Linked DNA regions of Mus musculus: region 1 is linked to region 2. Evidence: chromatin contacts called from public HiChIP or PLAC-seq data. All regions are on one chromosome and are shown on one strand. Each heading gives the region's core, a stretch centred on a gene start, on an enhancer-like site or on the middle of the called end of the contact. The rest is flanking DNA. Distances are from core to core; before and after follow the strand shown. Region 1 overlaps Tmem132e (transmembrane protein 132E). Region 2 has its middle 60 kb from the start of Ccl1.

The links. HiChIP or PLAC-seq counts read pairs in DNA pulled down with a chosen protein or histone mark.
Region 1: a RAD21 HiChIP or PLAC-seq map of pro-B cells shows a contact between it and region 2, with 4 times the contacts expected there. The contact joins two enhancer-like sites. A contact is called at or near these places in 2 of 15 datasets of contacts at CTCF or cohesin (large pre-B cells and pro-B cells), 3 of 484 Hi-C or Micro-C datasets (embryonic stem cells, liver and stem cell-derived neural stem cells), 3 of 115 datasets of contacts at active chromatin or transcription factors (embryonic stem cells, forebrain and stem cell-derived neural progenitor cells) and 3 of 9 other capture datasets (adipose tissue, embryonic stem cells and liver).

The regions. Positions count from the first base shown.
Region 1 is chr11:82,419,832-82,424,547 of GRCm38.p6, forward strand. All of the region lies in intron 1 of Tmem132e (transmembrane protein 132E), which reads left to right. Among named protein-coding and RNA genes, the nearest start is that of Tmem132e, 33 kb to the left of the region's middle. Within about 2 kb of position 3,165, at least 17 of the 459 cell types and tissues checked have an H3K27ac peak or open chromatin away from gene starts, as enhancers often do. A contact at or near this core is called in pro-B cells, where this site is marked.
Region 2 is chr11:82,237,622-82,242,604 of GRCm38.p6, forward strand. No RefSeq gene overlaps it. Among named protein-coding and RNA genes, the nearest start is that of Ccl1, 60 kb to the left of the region's middle. Within about 2 kb of position 2,035, at least 9 of the 459 cell types and tissues checked have an H3K27ac peak or open chromatin away from gene starts, as enhancers often do. A contact at or near this core is called in pro-B cells, where this site is marked.

The sequences.
Region 1 (4,716 bases), core at 1,915-4,414, 180 kb after region 2:
TCATCTCTAGATGTATACTGACTAACTGACCCCAGACCCAAGACCAACGACCCGGTGACCTCACTTCCTCCATCCCTGCCCATTTCCTTTATCACAGAAAGGCCCTTGAATGGGAGCTCATGGCCTTGGACCTTACACAATAGCAGCTCCAGGGCAGACTTGCTGGGCTAGAAACACAAAGCCTCTTGTCTTCATGAGCCTCTGGAGGCAATCCTGGGGTCACAGATGCAGACAGACTGGCAGACATAGGCTCTCAACACACAGACAGACAGAGGTAGACAAAGTCACTGCACTTGCAAAGGAAGACTCTCTTCCATGCAGCTATTCACACACACACCCACCAGCTCTTCAGACTTCTTTCCACGACCCTGAGCCTCTGGGGTCCCTGACTTGGGACTCTGTAGCCCAGGGACAGCTACCTGGATTGTACCTTAAGTAAGTCACAAGGTACTTACACCACATGCCAGCTTCCCTTTCTTATTCTTTCCTGTCCCCAACCCTCCACGAAAGGTTCTCCCAGAACCCCACTACAGCAGAGACTAGAAGAGACAACAGACTAACCAACTCCCAAGACCAGAGGAGAGAGCCTTTCAGTCTGGTGGTGAAGTTCCAGGTTGGCAGACAGGGACCCAGAAAGTGCTAGTTCTGGTATTGTGTGGCTGTGTACTGTGATCAAGTCTCTACTCACTGGGCCTTGGGTTCCCCAAATCAGCATCAGATAGCTGATTCTACTTTACAAGGGCTGTCTCTACAGCAGCTTTGTGGGCCCCTGGTCACCTTTCCTTGGGTACCTGGTCCTCCTCCTGGCTGTTAGAAGCATTCACTCCCTACGCCCTGTCAGGACTGCCCCAGTAGCCTTCACTCTAAGGAGCAGCTGCTTCTTGCTGGTGGAGGCTTATGGGTAAAAAGCAAAAGGAGTAACCAGTTCAGGACTGATGAGCCAAGAGAAGCCATAGCAGGGAGCCTGGCAGGGGTCCTGAGACTATGCACATGTGTTTGTAGGCACAGCTTCCCAGAACCACCCCATTAATCTACTCATTCATTCATTCACTCATCCATCCATCTGCACATTCATTCATTCACTCATTCATTCACTCGTTCGTTCATTCATTCATTTCTATAGTGCTCCATTCAGCAAGAAACTCGTATAAGACTTTGTGCTGGGTACCAGGAATCAAGGAAAAAGCTGGGTCTGCCCAAAGCAGAAAACAAACCTCACTGTCAGCACAGGAGCACTAGTGCTGGGCTTCCACATGGGAGGGAGGGCATTCAGTAGTTGGCCTTGGAGCCTTAGAGCAGCTGCTCCTTAGAGTGAAGGCTACTGGGGAGTCCTGACCCTTGAGATCACGGGGGGGGGGGGATGCAGTTAATGGAGATGATAATCACACTCAAATATCAAGCCAGGCTGGGGACACCATGTGGGCAATCCTTCATGAGAATATTAGAAGCATCCTCCTGAAAAAGGTGCTATTCTCACTCCATTTTATAGAGTGGGAAGGATCCCAAGGTGGAGTGCAGAGCCCCCTACTCAGCCACACAGCTGACAACTGCAGAGACCACTGTCCACAGCCCTCCTGACATATGCCCTCTTCTTGACGCCCTTTTAGTGGAGAGATGGGTGCTCCCCAGCAGATGGGTGGTGGTTCCTGAAAAGGCCAGAGCAGCAGAGAGCAGAACCTGTCATCCATCCCCCAATCCAGGACGCTCTGAAGCACTGGGTTCTTGCCAGCGTGGGGTAGGGGGCTCAGTTCTTGCCAGCGTGGGGTGGGGGGCTCAGGAGTGGTAGTCTTTGAGGCCACCTCCAGATTTAGGGGTGCAGAGAGGCTACTGATGGCATCTGGGGGCTGTGGGATGCTGGAAGCTTCGGCAGTCTTTCTTTCTCCACACACCCCAGTCTGTATGGAACACAACTCTAGAAATGGCATCTTTGCACGACTCACAAACCTCCAGAAGCAGCCCTGTGCTAATCACTGGGTGGGTAAGCAAAGCTGGAGTTACTTTGTTCCTGGGCTTGAACCAATCTTTACTCCAGACACAGAGAAACCATGCTGGGAGGAAGGGGACCCAGCTGTCATTGCTTTTATCTCACTGAGCTCTACTTTGGAACAAGCCTCCTTGGCTCACCCTTGTGGCAAGCGCATCAGGACTTACCTCCAGAGAGAGGATTGGCCCTGACATAGGTCACACAGCAGGCCACTGGCAGGACCTCCTGGCTGGCTGCTAGGGCCCCAACAGCTGGTACTCCTCCCAGCCTCTGGGCCTCTTGGGACCCTGCATTATGCACCTGTCACCTCTTAACTTCTCCCATTTAACCTAACAGAAGTTGACAGAATGCTTGCCATTGGCCAAACAGTGCTCTAAGTACGGAGGAAACAGGGTCGGTCAGCTTTTCCTTCCTCCCGAGCTAAGAAACCAATGAATGTCGATGAGTAAATGCAGGAGGAAATGTGTGTGTGAACCAGCTCCATCCCTAAGGACACCAATTTATTTAAGACAGCTTTGTGAAACAGACTGTGACTCTCATTTTACAGAGATGTAAGAAGTGGAGGCTCAGAGAAGTTAAGCAACTTGCCAAAGGTCACACAGCTGGAAGTGTCAGAGTTGTTATGTAACTATGAGTTTGCACAGCACCAAAGTTACACACGTTCTTTTCCCCTTCCTTTTTGTAAGTCCTCTAGAACAGCTTCTACCACTTTGCTTCATTTAAAAGGGGTATTTCAATTTTAGAAGCCACGTGTGTTCATTGTAAACAACTGGGAAATACATCAAAGAATAAAAAAGTAAAAGAAATGGCATCACCCATAACCCCTCCTAGGATGCCACACTGGTGCCTCGACACATCCCCTCTCTGGTCCATTTACATCTGCTGACAAACCTCACATTCCTGGTCAGCCTTTCTCATCTTGAGCATTTTCTCTGAATAACAGCCCCTTTGCAAACATCACTCACAAACACACACACACACACACACACACACACACACGCACACGCACACGCACACGCACACACACACACACGATCCAGGTATCTATTTCCATACATTTGCATTTCTAACTCAACCCTCCTTTCAGACATTTTAAGTTGACATTCCTGTCCTTTTGGCTGCAAGCCTCTTTCTGCGTTAAATCTCATCATGGTCCTGCTTCTGATTGTCAAGGGAGGGTTTGCTAAGAAAAAGGATGTGAGTAGTTTCAAGTCCTTTAAAGTGTGTGTGTGCATGATCATGTGTGTGTGGTTGTGTGTATGTTGTCTGTGTGTGTGATTATGTGCGTGCTTGTGTATGAGTGTATGATCATGTGAGTATGTGTGCATGATCATGTGTGTTCATGATGTGTGTGTATAAATTGTGTATGTGTGTCTGTGTGTGATCATATGTGTGCATATGTATGATTATGTGACTGTATATAAGTATATGACCAAGTTGTATATGATAATTTATATATGTATGATTGGGGGTGTACATGTTTGCATGTGCGTGAGTATGTGAGTGAGTGAGTGAGTGTGTATGTGTGTGTACATGTTATTGAGGATCGAACCCAGTGCCTTGCTTGTGCTAAGCTGGTCTGTGAGTGGCATCCCCAGTCCCTTGATAACACATTTTGAGGCTAGAATGTTGCTCAGTGGCAGGCAGCTGCCTAACACACACTAGGCTCAGGCCCTTTGTTTCATCCTGAGCCCGGGAGGAGGAAGGGTCAGTATACATACTTTGGAATTGCTTCCTAGACAGTTTGTGTGGTTGACACTGTTCCTGTGGAGCAAGGCAGCAGTGCCTTTAACTCCTTGCAAACAGTGGATGCTGTTTATTTATTTACTTAATTTGCTGAAAGATCTTTCTCCAAAGCAAAGTTCTCCCCATAGCAGTCTGCGTGTGGAGTCACCCCTTGCCATTGGCTATTTCCTTTTGCCTGCTGGGACATAGGTCACAGAGGGCAGAAAACCGCATACCAAGCTAACTGCTCAACCCAGAGAGAGCAGGTCTGGGCTCAATCCTCCCTGCGGACAGAGCTCTCTTCCACGCCAGCTTTACAGCATAGGGTTGGAGATAGGCACCAGGCTGAACCCTGAACATGGAACACATGGCCCCTAGGAAGCTCATCACCTGCTTCAGTACTGGTTCTTGCCTCCGCTCATTTGTTCATCCATGCATGAATCCACTCACAGGTCTGACCGACAGGCTCTCTTTGGCACTTTAGACCAGGAACTGTGATGAGCTCTGGATATTTGTCATCATAAACTGTCATCTTTACTGCCCATAGACCATGAGAATCTGCCTCTTTGGTGCCCTTACCTTCTTTTTATTAAAAAATCTGTGATGCCAACTACATGTATCCAGGGTGAGGGTGGACATAGATGTCCAGAACTCTCCTTTGGGATCCTAGCTTACTGGCCTGCCTGGGTCTCAAGGCCCTGCCTGTTCTTATTTTTCATTTTAACTCAGAAAACGCGCGCGCGCACACACACACACACACACACACACACACACACACACACACATACACATCTCCTAGCACACAGACCAGCACCCATGAGCACAGCTGGGCTCTACTGCCTCAAACTCACCAAGGCTTAATGACACTTTGTTTTTGAAAGTGATTAGTTTTAATTTAGGGACAATTAGAGGTAGAGGCAGGAGGCATCTGGTCCTGATTAGATGCAAGGAGGTAGCCAATGCCTCCAACCCTGAGCTTCCTGGAAGATTTATTTATGCATTCAATA
Region 2 (4,983 bases), core at 785-3,284:
TTTAATTAGTGCAGACAGATTAACTCTGAAATCACACACTGGGGCTAGGCTCCTCAGTCCTAGAGGGGGTGGGGGGGTGCGGAGTAAGTCCTGAGAGATGGCCCTGTTGTCCGCCATGAGGTCCCAATACCACCTTTCTCTCTCACCTCCACAAACCACCACACACACACACACACACACACACACACACACACACACTTACACTCACACCCCGCCCTGCATAAAGTGAGCAGCAATTGGAACAGCCAGAGAGCAGGAGAAACCAGGAGGTCTGTGTCTCAGGAGAAGGCAGGGACAGTGGAGTGAGGGTTGTGCCAGTCAGAAAGACCCAAACTGAGGCTCCTTCCACTTTGCATCCCCTCCAGCTCGGCTGGGGCCGCTCTGGACCTGGCCTGGCTTCAGGAGCAGGTGTGGGTGTGTAATTACCTTTGCGCCTTGGCGGGCCTGGATTAAGCTGTTTATTGCCTCGGCAGTAACACGGGGAGTCTTTTATCCCTTCAGTTTCTTTGAGTTTTATCACATCTTAGGCCACTTTTCCATTTAATGGAGTGTCCCAGTTCATCAAGTGCCTGGCCAACGCCTTTTAAACAAACAAGCAAGCAACATTTGGTAGGAGCTTTCGAAATGTCAAGGCTAGACCTGGGCTTTGCCTCTGAACACATCACCCTCACTTTGCGCTCCCAGGTCCATCCAGGCTGTACTTCCTGTCTTGGCTGCTGCTACCTCCTCCAAGGCCTGCCTCAGGGAACTTTTCCTCCAGGACACCTTCAACAACTTCCTTGTTTACACTCATGTTTGCTTCCCTGTTTCGCCGAGGCAAAGCTCCTCGAAGACAGAAATTCAAACTTCTGCATGCATCCTGCCTGACAGGGAAGGGGATGCTCATTTGTTTCCAGGTTAATAAACTTGAAGTGAAAAGAGGTTTTACTGAGGAGCTGGGAGGGCACACTATGTGCATGACTGTGGGAGCTATGAGGGCACACTATGCACATGACTATTTATCAGTTGGCTGCTGATACAAAACAACCACAAGTCCCCAGTGGTTTGTATCAATGAGTATTTGGTATCTAGGGTATATTCAACCAAGCTGACTTGGAACTGATCTAAATTCAGCTGTGCAATTATCCACTGGGCCACAGTAGCTAAGCAGCCCCGTCCCCCCCCCCCCCACTAAAGCAGTGGTTCTCAACCACTTGAGAGATCCTCTCAGCCTCTCTCACTTGAGAGAGCTCACAGTCCCTTGGAGAGGATCAAATAACTCTATCCTAGGGGTGGCTTAAGACCACCAGAAAACATATTGTTTACATTAGGACTCATAACAAGAAGCAAAATTATAGCTATGAAGGAGCAACAAAAATAATTGTATGGTTTTTGTGGTTGGGGGTCACCATGATGTGAGGAGCTATATTAGAGTTGCAGCATTAGGAAGACTGAGGACCACTACTTTAGAGGATGGAGCTGGAGCTCCTATCCTCTACCCCAGACGGTGGGCTGGCCAGGACATAGGCATCGCACAGCAGTGAAGGGGAACAAGAGGGATGCCTGGCCACATAAACCCACGTCATGCCCATGTTTGTGTGGCATTGCTAATATATTGCAGACCAGGACTTGAAAAGCCCAGTGGGGAAGCCTGGAAGCCTGGTCCTCACACAGCAGAGCCATAGAAGGGAGCAGGTAGGGTGCTCAGAGAAGGGACCAAGGTTTTGACTGACCACGTGGGGTTCCCATCACACGGCACAGGACCCCAGAGTGATGAGGCCCCGGGAGGGATGGGATCAGAACTGTTCAGTTCTACACACTTTATTCAACTTCACCCTGACCCAGTAAAAGGAACACCTGCATTAACTACCCAGCAGCAGGGACAGGAAATGATGTGAGCCCTTGAGTGACAGCCCAGAAGGCAAGCTGAGGGTCAGAGCTAAGGCTGAGGAACAGAGTAAAGTCAACTTTGGACACCTGCTCGCTCTAGGTAAGGGTGACGTGGGGGTGGGGACAGACCAGTGTCTCTTCCTGCTGGTGACTCTTTCCTGTCCCCACCCTCCTGAGAGTGTCATTGCTGGTCAACCTCTACCCACTTCTTTCTCCTCAGTGTGGAAACTCTGAAACCTTCCCTCTGAACCTCGAGTCAGTCAGTGCCATTAAAAACACCAACGCTTTGGGGCAGAGGTGTGACTAGAAGGAGGTGGCTGGCAGGTAGGAGACTCTCTCTCCATAAAGCCTGGAACCAGATACTGAGAGTTAGCCAGTATAGCTGGATAATACAAAAGAGCCTTTATTGGGATCAGAAATGCATGGGTTCCAATCATGCTCCCCCCACCCCACCCCCATTGGCAAGTTGAATAACTAAGGCAACACATGAACTCTCTGATCCTCCAAGTTCTTGTATGTAAAATGGGTTATCATAACCTTGTGCAGTGCTGTGAGGGGTGCCCCAAAAGCTAGAAGAACATACCTGTAAGGCACCCAGCATGGTGCAAGGGCCAACACAGGACCTCAACATGGGCAACATATTGGCTACTTTCCTTTTGCGTGTTTTTGAGGCTCAACTGTGGATTCTCTCTGTGTGTCTGTCTCCCTCTCTGTCTCTGTCTGTCTGTCCAGCGCTCTTTCTGTCTCTGTCTCTGTCTCTGTCTCTGTCTGTCTCTGTCTCTCTGTCTCTGTGTGTGTGTGTGTGTGTGTGTGTGTGTGTGTGTGTGTGTATGTGTGTGTTAGGAATCTTCAAGGCCTTGCTACCTCCAAACCCGCCCCCAAAATGCATATAGTTAAAATACCTGCCAAGGATTTAATAACTTCATCAACTAATTCTCTCCAGATCCAAGGTCTATATCCGGCCAGGGCGGTTTGAAGCCCACAGACATGACCCAATTGTTCTAAGAATCCACCCCTCCCCTTCATCAGCTCTACAGACAAGGCTCCTGTCCATTTCCAATTACCCATCCCTCGGAATTTTTTTTTTCTTCTTTTCCTTGTTAAAGACCAATTTTACAAAGCACTTCAGCGGCTCAGCCGTTTTTATCATCATCATTAATTTTATTTCCCTTCTCATTTATTAATGGGCCAGGCAGCTTTCAAGTATCTCTCTTGCCCTGGTGTATTTGTGAAATGCCCTTCTCATTCCCTCTGGCGGTCCTGGGGCTCTCCACAGCCTGCATTTCTTCCCTTGGCTGCCCTTCTGTCTCCCCGAAGCCTTTGCTGACTCCAGATCTTTCTTGCTGGGCACCCGCCTATCTTCTGCCACCCGCCATATCTCCCTCTCTATGCTTAGTGCAGGTCTGGCCCCGGGAGGTCTCTCTACTAGGGCTCACAGGGCTCCATCCATAACTGGGGTGCCAGTTAAGCTGCACACACTCTGGAAGCAGAGGGACCCACTTTGTCCATCCTGGCAGTCAGAAGGAAGAAAGCAGAGGCCCACAGATTCTCTCTGCACACTACCACCTTTTTCCAGTACCTCTAAGAAAACTCCATGAGGAGCCTCCATTCAGGAACTTCTTAAATGGCATGATTGAGATGTGATCAACACAAGAAATTCACCCATTGTAACTGTTTATGCATTACATTCAACATTTTCGGGGGCAGCCTACATGAAAGAACTTGGAAGAGGGAAGCCTTGCTTTTTGCTTGCTTGCTCCCATTCTCACTGCAAGAACGTTTATCCTGAGAGATCCTTTCATCTGTATCTGAACTAAAGACTTTGGATCCCAATGTAGACTGGAGACTGGCAGCTCTTTAGGGATCCTCCAGGACTCCAAGGCCTGACTGGAACTGCTGAGACATCCATCTTCAGAGCGTTGACCACTACCAGATTTTCAGGCTTTCTGGGGGTGAGACCTCCATGGCAGACTACATGGACCATAGCCTGTAAACCAGTCTGTATAAGTGCCTTTTTGTTTTTCATTCAACCAGTCCTGTTCCTTTAGAACCCTGATGAATGCAATACCCACAACTTTCCTCTTGCTTCCATACATATGTACACACATTTGCACGTTTCTTTTTAGATCACACACACAAGTATATGTGGGCACTAACAATAGTCAGTCAATGAGAAAAAGCAACAAAGTGTAGACGGATGTTCATGATGATGAGGGCTTAAACCAGTGGTTCTCGACCTTCCTAAAACTCCAGCCCTTTAATATAGCTCCTCACACTGTGGTGACCTCCAACCATAAAATACTTTTGTTTCCACTTCATATCTGTAACTTTGCTACTCTTGTGACTCGTAACATAAACATCTGTGTTTTCCAATGGTCTTAGAGAAGCCCTGTGAAAGGCTCATTCAGTACTCAAAATGGTCATGTTACAGGAGGACACAACAGTTGTGACAAAAGCCCTGAGAGGTGACATGGAGATCCTCCATGGAGGCCTGGCAAGAAACCAGGTCAGAAAATAAGGCAGAGGTCAGAAAGGGCAAGAGGTCAGTGCTTGCTTGTCTTTATAGGTCAGTGTGTGTGTGTGTGTGTGTGTGTGTGTGTGTGTGTGTGTGTGTAACAGAGGGGGTAAATCATTGAAGGGTGCTTGGGACAGATTAATGACACGAGGTGGCCTTCATATTAACAGGGTCGTCACTGTGTCAGGATAGGCCTGGCAGGAGACCCACATGAATATGCCTCTGGAATAGCTAAGCACAGAAACTGCCTACAGCCTGGAGGCCTAAGCAGCCCCTCTCCCCTAGCTCCCTCCTGGAGATTTAAAGCCATTCTAAGGTAGCCACCCAACTTGGCCCAGAGCAGTAGTTCTCAACCTGTGGGTTGTGACCACTTCAGGGGGTTGAACAACCCTTTCACAGGAGTCAGCTAGGTAACCAACAGGCATTCACATTGCAGTTCACAACAGTAACAACCTTACAGCAATGAAGTCCAAAATCATCTTACGGTTGGGGGTCACCATAGAAGGAACAACTGTGTATTAAAGAACTGCAGCATTAAGACAGTTGAGAGACACTGGCCTAGAAGAAGAGGCAAGGTCTTCCTCCTCAGAGTATGCCTT